Regions from separate parts of the Capra hircus genome. Here region 2 is linked to region 1. The links are chromatin contacts, called in public Hi-C maps. All regions are on one chromosome and are shown on one strand. Each heading gives the region's core, a stretch centred on a gene start, on an enhancer-like site or on the middle of the called end of the contact. The rest is flanking DNA. Distances are from core to core; before and after follow the strand shown.

Region 1 (4,875 bases), core at 788-3,287:
TTCTGCAACCTATGTTAGAAAAGGATGTGTCACCTCTAATCTCAAAATTTGATGTACGCAAAATAATTTAAACTTTACTTCTGAATGACAGCAGGTTCTTGCCATCCACCCTTCATAGAATTGTCTACTTAGAGCTATGGGTGAACTGTTCTACCATCATCAAAGATAAGCTGGAGGACAGGTCACGAGCCTCGGCATCTCAAGCAGTCCTAGAATTAGAACCAAGGCTGCTACTTTTCTTCACTTAATCAGCCTTGCCCTTGCTCAGATTATGAATCACACTACTTACCTATGTTAAATAGAGTACCTTCAAGAAAAAAACTAATATTTAGATAATTAAAGAATGGTATCATTTTTGAAATGTTAATTGCAATTTAAGTCTTTCATGTTCAAACTTGGCTTATGTTTTACCACTGAAGATGCCACAAGATTATGGACTGTATGCTGACAGAAAAACTGTCAAAAACTTAGCTCCTTTACCAAATGACCTCTAAACAGTAGGTGTAAAATAAAATCTTGGTGAATTCATGGAAATGCACACTATGGTCAAAAAACAAAGACAGGAGAGGTACAATCCTCTATAGTAGAAATATAAATGAAGGGAACAAAATTTTGAAGCAGCCAAGCTGTCACCTGCTTCAAAACCTGGAGGGTTACTTAAAAGCCAATCTACAACTGCCTTCCACATTTTCAGTTCGAGAAATGCTGTACCAGGGAGCCCCAGTGAGGGCTCACCCTTAGGTTTTCCTTTGTGGCAGTGTTTCTGGTCAAAAACGCAACAAAACTATTTTACTCAAAGGATGGCAAGCAACAGGAAGGACCCAACGACTAGCACATCTGTATCGTCTCAAAAAACTTTATCCACTCATATCGTGTATCAGACTTTATAATCTGAACCACAAGGGGTAGGTACAGCCACCAGGGAACCGCACAGAAATCATGACTTTTACTGGTAATCACCCGAAACATTGGGCAAGGCTGTTTTAACGCCAGTTTTCATCCAGTTACCTAACTAAACAAATACAAATGAACAAGGCTCTTCTTCAACCCTCAATTCAGGCCGGGGCGGGGGAGGGGGGGCGGGGGGCCGTGGGGGAGGGGGGCCGGGGTAAGGCGGGGCGGGCGGGTAGAATGGGGATTAAAATGAACAAGGCTCTTCTTCAACCCTTAATTCAGGGGGGAAAGAAAAGGTGGGGGGGCGGCGGGCGGGTAGAATGGAGATTAAAAGAGGTATCCTCTGACCCTACTCATCAGAATGGGCGTCAGGAGACCTGAGTTTGTGTCTCAGGGCTGCCATTAAGAGTTGGTGTGACCGTAACCTCAAAACTAATACCTCAAGTTTAAGTGTGAAGTGAAGGTCGCTTAGTCGTGCCCGACTCTGAGAGACCCCATGGACTTCTCCATGGAATTCTCCAGGCCAGAATACTGGAGTGGGTAGCCTTTCCCTTCTCCAGGGGATCTTCCCAACCCAGGGATCGAACCCAGGCAGCATTGCAGGAAGATTCTTTACCAGCTGAGCCACAAGGGAAGCCCGGTTCGAAGGGCACCTAGGATGGAGGCGGGGCTACCTCTTCCTACCGCCTCCTTCCTGAGCCCTGCCCCTTTCCCGTCTGGCCCAGTCACCTCGCCAGATTCTCGCGCACAGTCCCCGCCTCATCCCGCCCCACCCACAAGCGCAGCCTCCGCCCGTCTGGCCCCGCCCCCTCTCCCCGATTGCCCCGCCCCGTCCTGGACCGAACCCACCACGTGTGGCTGCAACTGCGGCGGGAGCGTGGACGCTAGGGGCGCCGCGGAGTCAGAGTCAGGGTCTGCCTTCTCGGCTGCAACCGCTGGGGATGCGGTGGATTTCAGGCTTCCCGTAGACTGGAAGAATCTGCTCAAAACAGCCTGCCTTGCAGACGCTGGGTTGGCGGGAGCGGCGCCGCCGGAGGCCGGCTTCCGGCGCGACATCGCAAGGCCGGGAGTCAACAGCCCGAGAGCCAACAGCCCGAGAGCCGGGCCTAGCCGGGAGCGCGGGCCCGCGGCCGCAGTTCCCAGAGTGTCTGCGGGCGCGAGCACGTCGTGACCCGGCGATGCGCCGGGGCGGGGGGCGGGACGGGGGTGCGGTCTCGCCTACACAAATAGGGCTGGAGGGGCGGGGCGGCCGAAATTTCGCGCCAAGCTGGCTGTGCGGAGACCGCGGTTCACCGCTAGCTAGGAAGTGTTTCCTGCCGCTGTCATGGTTCGTCCGCTAAACTGCATCGTCGCTGTGTCCCAGAACATGGGCATCGGCAAGAACGGGAACCTGCCCTGGCCACCACTCAGGTATCTGCTGAGCCCGGGGAGGTGGATGGGTCGAGAGTGGAAGCTGGCGCCAACGGCCCTTGATCGGGATAGCTGGGACGCGTCGCGCGGACGCTGGGAGAAGGAGGGGTCGGTCTCGTGACCTGAGCTGGCGAGAGCTAGGCTTGGGCTTCATTCCGCTTCCGGAGCTTGGCGGCAAGTTATTGATTTACGTCCCGCTCCAGCTGCCCGGCTAGACCTTTACTCCCGGCTCCTACCCCGGGAGCAAAATCCCAGCCCTGAAAGTCCTCACCACCACCCCGCAACCAGCGCCCCGTTTGTCGGGGGGCTTTAGAGCTTAAGCCCATGGGATCACATTCTGAGGAACTGCGTGTTTCTCTTAACTTGTAGGAATGAATTCAAGTATTTCCAAAGAATGACTACAGTCTCTTCAGAAGAAGGTAATGTGGCATTTTTAAGTGCTTCAAGTTTGCCAAAGGTCTTGCCTGAGGAAGCTTACCAGTGCAAATTTTACTTAGTGAAAAGTTTCTCATGTTAGCCTTGGACCTTTTGTCTTAACATCAATGTGTATACAGTTCCCAAGACTCATTAAACATTCCTTAAAAAAAAAAAAGTTTATTTGAAATTTAATGTGGATTCAATTCAGGTATTGGGCAAAATTGGAAGCTAAGTAAAGGCGTCTGTGGAGGTCAGCGCTCGCAAAGGAGAACGGAAGAGGCTTTTGAAATCGCTGCTGCTGTAAGATGTCTGAATGGCAGTGGATAGGACAAAGGGCAAAAAAGGGTTACAAGATGCTCGATTTGGAGATCCGAAAGTTGAAGGTGGTGCAGTAAGGCAAGGATGAACTCTCATTTCCAGTTTGATAGTCTGAGTGACATGGGGAATAGTGAGCGGCTCTAATGATGACGATTTTGAAGTGCTTGTAGGATATTCGAGACAACTTCAGGCCCAGGGAACGAGGTGAATTGAACCACTGGCAAGAAGAGGATAACCAGGGAAAAGAATATGGGCATGAGGGATAGGACCATTTAAAACCTAAGAGGAGTGTATCTTTGTTCATTGGAGGAGCAGGAGCAGCGTAAACAGGGCAACCATAAATCAGAAAGGAGCAGATGCAGCATAACTGTAGTGGCAGGGATAAAAGGTCCTTGGATTTGGCCCTTGAATCACTGGTCGAGACAAGATGGCAAGAGCTTTAAGGCAAAGGATTGACATGAACGCTCTCAAGAATCTTAAGTATGGCCTGCTAATAAGAGCATCCTCTGCCTGTTTGCTTGTTTTCAGTAAATATAGTATTTCTTGGATGAATGAATGAATGAAAGGGTACCAAGGATGTCTTGGCTGTCTCCCTGCATCCTTCATTCATCACTTCTACCTTAGTTGTTAGCTCTGTGCCATTTTCCTCATCAGAATTCCTCACCTGTTAGCTCCATTAATAGTTGATAATCTCTTTATTGAACACATAAAGTTCTGTCCTTGAAAATACAGTGCATATTGTATAAGGGTTCTCTGAATTACAGGTGAGGGGGTGTTTATTCTTGGAGGAAAATAAAATTTTTTACAGTTTGTAAATTTCATGTTTTTGTTTTGAAAAAAATCGAACTAATGATGATTCTTCAAGAAAACAGACACATGCACTGCTTTGATAGTCTCTCAGAACATGTCAAGAATCAGAAATGTATATGTTCCTTTGATCCAGATATGCAGCTCCCAAGGTTTTTCCCTCCTAAGTAATTAAACAAAAATGGAAGCTACATATGTAAAGTTTTTATAGAAGCAGTATACTTGAAAGAAGCATAGAGGCACAACTGATAATGTTTTAAGCTCATTGCTTGGAATATAAAGCAGCTATCTTTAAGAAAAATTAAGTAAGTAAGTAAGTAAAGTCGCTCAGTCGTGTCCGACTCTTTGCAACCCCATGAACTGTAGCCTACCAGGCTCCTCCCATGAGATTTTCCAGGCAAGAGTGGAGTGGGTTGCCATTTCCTTCTCCAGAGGATCTTCCACACCTGGGGATTGACCATCTGAGCCACCAGGGAAGTCTAATTTAAGAAAAATTACTCTAATTTAAATCTATAAAGTATGCAAATATAAATAATGTGTATATGTGACAGTCACTCAGTCATGTCCAATTCTTTGCAACCCCATGGACTGTCTCCAGGCCAGAATACCAGAGTGGGTACCATTCCCTTCTCCAGGGGATCTTCTCAACCCAGGGATCGAACCCAGGTCTCCCACACTGCATGCGAATTCTTTACCAGCTGAGCCACCAGAAGTGAAGTGAAGTAGCTCAGTCATGTCCGACTCTTTGCAACACCATGGACTGCAGCCTCCCAGGCTCCTCCGTCCATAGCATTTTCCAGGCGAGAGTACTGGAGTGGGTTGCCATTTCTTTCTCCAAGGGACCTTCCCAACCCAGGGATCAAACCCAGGTCTCCTGCATTGTAGGCAGCCGCTTTATCATCTGAGCCACCAGGGAAGCCCTTAAATACCCCTAACAACTTAAATACCCTTAAGAACTCAATTGCCTATGACAATAAATAAGTCTTAAATACCCATAACAACTCTACAAGGAACCATTGTTATCTCCAT
Region 2 (4,875 bases), core at 1,341-3,840, 240 kb after region 1:
ATTTAAAACTCCCTAAGGAAAGCAAGTATGATAATTGATAGACACACAAAGAATACAAAATAAATGGCACCAAACCTTATAAAAAGCCTGAAGATCCCCAATGGGAGGTGAAACTGTTAGGTAATCTGGAAATTTATCTTGCAGGTGTGCTATGAGCATGCCAAACTGGGTTCCCCAATCTCCTACATGGTTTAATCTAATATCAAACACAGAACATAAAACCACTTAAAAATGATAAACATGAACTGGACTATAAAGAAGACTGAGTGCCAAAGAATTGATGCTTTTTAACTGTAGAGTTGGAGAAGACTCCCGAGAGTCCCTTGGACTGAAAGGAGATCAAACCAGCCAATCCTAAAGGAAATCAGTTCTGAATATTTATTGGAAGGACTGATGCTCAAGCTTAAACTCCAATACTTTGGCCACCTGATGCAAGGAACTGATTCATTTGAAAAGACTTTGATGCTGGGAAAGGACTGAAGATGGGAGAAGGGGATGATAGAGGGGGAGATGGTTGGATGGCATCACCGACTCAATGAACTTGAGTCTGAGCAAGCTCCAGGAGTTGGTCATAGACAGGGAAGCCTGTCAGGCTACAGTCCATGAGGTTGCTTGCAAAGAGTTGGACACGACTGAGTGACTGAACTGAAATTCCATTAGGAACCACAAACATTAAGTGCTAGCACATCACGTTTAGTAGTGTTCTTTTTATGGAGGTGTTTCCTCATCTGGTCTGAGAGGCAAAGACAAGGTCTGCTATGTTTGTCATTAGATACCCAGTAATGAGCCTGCAAACACCTGGTCTACAGGATTTGCTGAATGAAGTTCCTATGAATGGACTATGATCTGTTTATTGCATAGTTAACTGGGAGAGTGGCAGTCAGGTCAATGTTGGTCATTACCATAATTTTGTGAAAATGTAACTTTTCAACCAATTATTTCAGTATAATTTAGTAGTTCCCAAATATCAATGGACAAAATTCTTCAAAATGTATCAATCCAATCACTTCTCAATCCTCACTGCTTTCATCTAACCTCAAACCATCAGATCATTTCTTAGCTGGATTATTAAAACAGACTTCTAATTAATTACTATAGTCCTTTTTCCCATTTTTGCCTAGTTTATTCAAAGAAACCAGGGCAATCTCTAATCAGATTATATGCCCTACTAAGACTCTCCAAAAGGTTCCCACTGCATTTAATAAAACAGCAATTTCCTACCATGGCCTACAATGTCCAGTACAATCTGTTTCTTGCTTACCTCTCTCACTAAAATATAAACTTCTAGTATACAGGACGGAGAAGGCAATGGCACTCCACTCCAGTACTCTTGCCTGGAAAATCCCATGGGTGGAGGAGCCTGGTAGGCTGCAGTCCATGGGGTCGCTAAGAGTCAGGCATGACTGAGCGACTTCACTTTCACTTTTCACTTTCATGCTTTGGAGAAGGCAATGGCAACCCACTCCAGTGCTCTTGCCTGGAGAATCCCAGGGACAGGGGAGCCTGATGGGCTGCCGTCTATGGGGTCACACAGAGTCGGACACGACTGAAGTGACTTAGCAGCAGCAGCAGTATACAGAAGGCACTCAAGGAATATCTGTGCAACAAACGAGGGAGTTTTCCCCTTGGTTCAACACCCACCCCAAGTCTTAATAGCTGTTAATCCAGAGGATGGGCCACAGATATAATTTAAAAGCCTAATGGGTGATTATGAAGCAGACACTTAAGAATCACTGATTTAAGATTCTTTCTCTAGTGATAACTTTCTTTTCTATAGAAATCTTCAAAGAAAGGCAAGAGTACATACCTCAGCACGTTATATCCTGCGAACTCAAAGAGGCGGCACACACTCTCGCCTATGATTGTTGACCGGAGGTGGCCTACATGCATCTCTTTAGCTATGTTGGGAGAGGAAAAGTCAACTATAACCTGAGATAAATAATAAAGATTTTTTAGAGAGGGGTATAAACATTTTCTTTTGGTAACACATTCATTAATAACATTTAATGATAAACAAGGCTTAAACATTACTCGAATTGTAATTCAACTGTTAGGATTTCTGATGGAACTTGTCCATCATTAATTGAAAAATAATCAAATCTGTTTAAATAAGTTATCTATTCTTTATTTCAGAGACAACTCATAAATAACAGCTGGCTACCTCAAATGCCTTGGGGAATGAAAACAAAAATCACATAGCAATTAAGACCCAGGGGAGCCTTTCTGGGATTGGTGGCGATAGGGGGCAGAGTGCCATGAAGGCCTCAGGGACCCTTTGCGAATATAACATGGTGGGGTGCTGCCTGCCGACCCCCAAACACCGTATGCTGCCCCTCTATCGTATGAGAATTTTTGCATCTAATCACGCTGTTGCCAAGTCCCGCTTCTGGTACTTTTGTGTCTCCACTGAAGACGATGAAGAAATCCTTGGGGGAAATGGTCTACTGTGGACAGGTGTTCGAGAAACCTCCCCTGTGGGTGAAGAACTCCAGCATCTGCTGCACTGTGACTCGCACAGTGACACCCACAGCCGGGAGTGCTGGGGCCTGACCACAGCTGGCGCCGTCACCCACAGCTACCAGGACATGGGCACTGGCACCGAGCCCGGGCCCACTCAATCCAGATCGTGAAGGCGGAGGAGATGGCAGCCAGCAAGTGCCGCCAACCGGCGGTCAAGCAGTTCCAAGACTCTAAGATCAGGTTCCCACTGCTGCACCAGGCCCTCTGTCGCCAGCACAAGCCATGCTTCGCCACCAAGAGGCCCAACACCTTCTTTTAGGTGCAGGCCCTCGCTGTCCCCCGGTCTACCCAAATCAAACTCAAGTGGGAAAACCGGAAAAAAAAAAAAAAAAAAAAAAAGACCCAGGGGAAGGGGGACTTAAGTAATGCTCAAAATTCTCCAAGCCAGGCTTCAGCAATTTTTGAACGTGAACTTCCTAATGTTCAAGCTGGTTTTAGAAAAGGCAGAGGAACCAGAGATCAAATTGCCAACATCTGCTGAATCATGGAAAAAGCAAGAGAGTTCCAGAAAAACATCTATTTCTGCTTTATTGACTATGCCAAAGCCTTTGACTGTGTGGATCACAATAAACTGTGGAAAGTTCTTCAAGAGATGGGAATACCAGACCACCTGACCTCCTCTTGAGAAATCTGTATGTAGGTCAGGAAGCAACAGTTAGAACTGGACATGGAACGACAGACTGCTTCCAAATAGGAAAAGGAGCACGTCAAGGCTGTATATTGTCACCCTGCTTATTTAACTTCTATGCAGAGTATATCATGAGAAACGCTGGACTGGAAGAAACACAAGCTGGAATCAAGATTGCCGGGAGAAATATCAATAACTCCAGATATGCAGATGACACCACCCTTATGGCACAAAGTGAAGAGGAACTAAAAAGCCTCTTGATGAAAGTGAAAGAGGAGAGTGAAAAAGTTGGCTTAAAGCTCAACATTCAGAAAACCAAGATCATGGCATCCGGTCCCATCATTTCATGGGAAATAGATGGGGAAACAGTGGAAACAGTGTCAGACTTTATTTTTGGGGGCTCCAAAATCACTGCAGATGGTGACTGCAGTCATGAAATTAAAAGACGCTTACTCCTTGGAAGAAAAGTTATGACCAACCTAGATAGCATATTCAAAAGCAGAGACATTACTTTGCCGACTAAGGTCCATCTAGTCAAGGCTATGGTTTTTCCAGTAGTCATGTATGGATGTGAGAGTTGGACTGTGAAGAAGGCTGAGTGCCGAAGAATTGATGCTTTTGAACTGTGGTATTGGAGAAGACTCTTGAGAGTCCCTTGGACTACAAGGAGATCCAACCAGTCCATTCTGAAGGAGATCAGCCCTGGGATTTCTTTGGAAGGAATGATGCTAAAGCTGGAATTCCAGTACTTTGGCCACTTCATGCGAAGAGTTGACTCATCGGAAAAGACTCTGATACTGGGAGGGATTGGGGGCAGGAGGAGAAGGGGACGACAGAGGATGAGATGGCTGGATGGCATCACTGACTCGATGGACATGAGTCTGAGTGAACTCTGGGAGTTGGTGATGGACAGAGAGGCCTGGCGTGCTGCGATTCATGGGGTCGATTCATGGAGTCAGACATTACTGAGCGACTGAACTCAACTGCAGGTATGGAGACCGTCTTCCTCCCCACAAATGCATCAAAAACACATCTGCACGTGGAGCAACTCCTACAGAGTATCAGAGTAACAGACTTCAAAAAAAAAAAGACCCAGTGGAAAGGTTACTTCACAGCTATGTTCATAATCTCAAAATATGAATGATTAAATCTCAATATAAAAAGTGAAAACCATTCTTAGCTACAGCTAATAGAATTCTAATGTATTATGCTAGCAATCAAAAAAATATACATATACCTTTTTGTTCTCTCCAATGGCAGGTATTTTAACACCATTCACCAAGAGATTGGTCAACTGTTGTGATACAAAGCCCTTTCTTAAGTGGATATTAATAAAACCTAAAGAAAGACAGAGAAGAAAAAAAAATCAGATAGCCTTCAAACTTGAAGATTGCTCACTCCCAAAGGACTTCTCAATTTCACTTATGCTGGCTCCAGAACCCTAGTGTGGCTCTGGTGAAACTTGTCCGGCTTCTAAACCACCTGGGGCCTTGGCCTGAGCCCTCTTATAAGCTCCCTGTTTCCACATCTAGTTTCACCACTTTCCTGAAAGCTTCCTACTGAATGCACGACCCCTTCACTCCCAGCAAATGGTTTAACTCTTCACAGAAAATAAACAATCATTCTGCCACAGAATATTTGCCATCACTTATCTCCTTTTTGCTGAAGAGAAACTGAGGAACAGGGCAATAAAGTAACTCATCCACAACCAGGTGAGTAGGTCTAGT

Evidence for each region. A called contact is a pair of places that touch in the nucleus more often than the background predicts.
Region 2: a Hi-C map of blood shows a contact between it and region 1, with 2.9 times the contacts expected there. The contact joins the enhancer-like site here to the promoter of MSH3 in region 1. A contact is called at or near these places in 2 of 5 Hi-C or Micro-C datasets (both in blood).

Annotation. Positions count from the first base shown.
Region 1 is chr7:29,813,944-29,818,818 of ARS1.2, forward strand. It overlaps MSH3 (DNA mismatch repair protein Msh3), which reads right to left and starts at 2,038. Exons shown (of 24, transcript XM_018050063.1): 1 at 1,747-2,038; 2 at 1-9. The coding sequence starts at 1,950. It overlaps DHFR (dihydrofolate reductase), which reads left to right and starts at 2,102. Exons shown (of 5, transcript XM_018050064.1): 1 at 2,102-2,304.
Region 2 is chr7:30,054,946-30,059,820 of ARS1.2, forward strand. It overlaps RARS (arginine--tRNA ligase, cytoplasmic), which reads right to left. Exons shown (of 15, transcript XM_005683378.3): 5 at 4,386-4,486; 6 at 1,808-1,929; 7 at 76-196. It also overlaps the pseudogene LOC102170512. Among named protein-coding and RNA genes, the nearest start is that of RARS, 8.5 kb to the right of the region's middle. Within about 2 kb of position 2,591, at least 1 of the 5 cell types and tissues checked has an H3K27ac peak or open chromatin away from gene starts, as enhancers often do.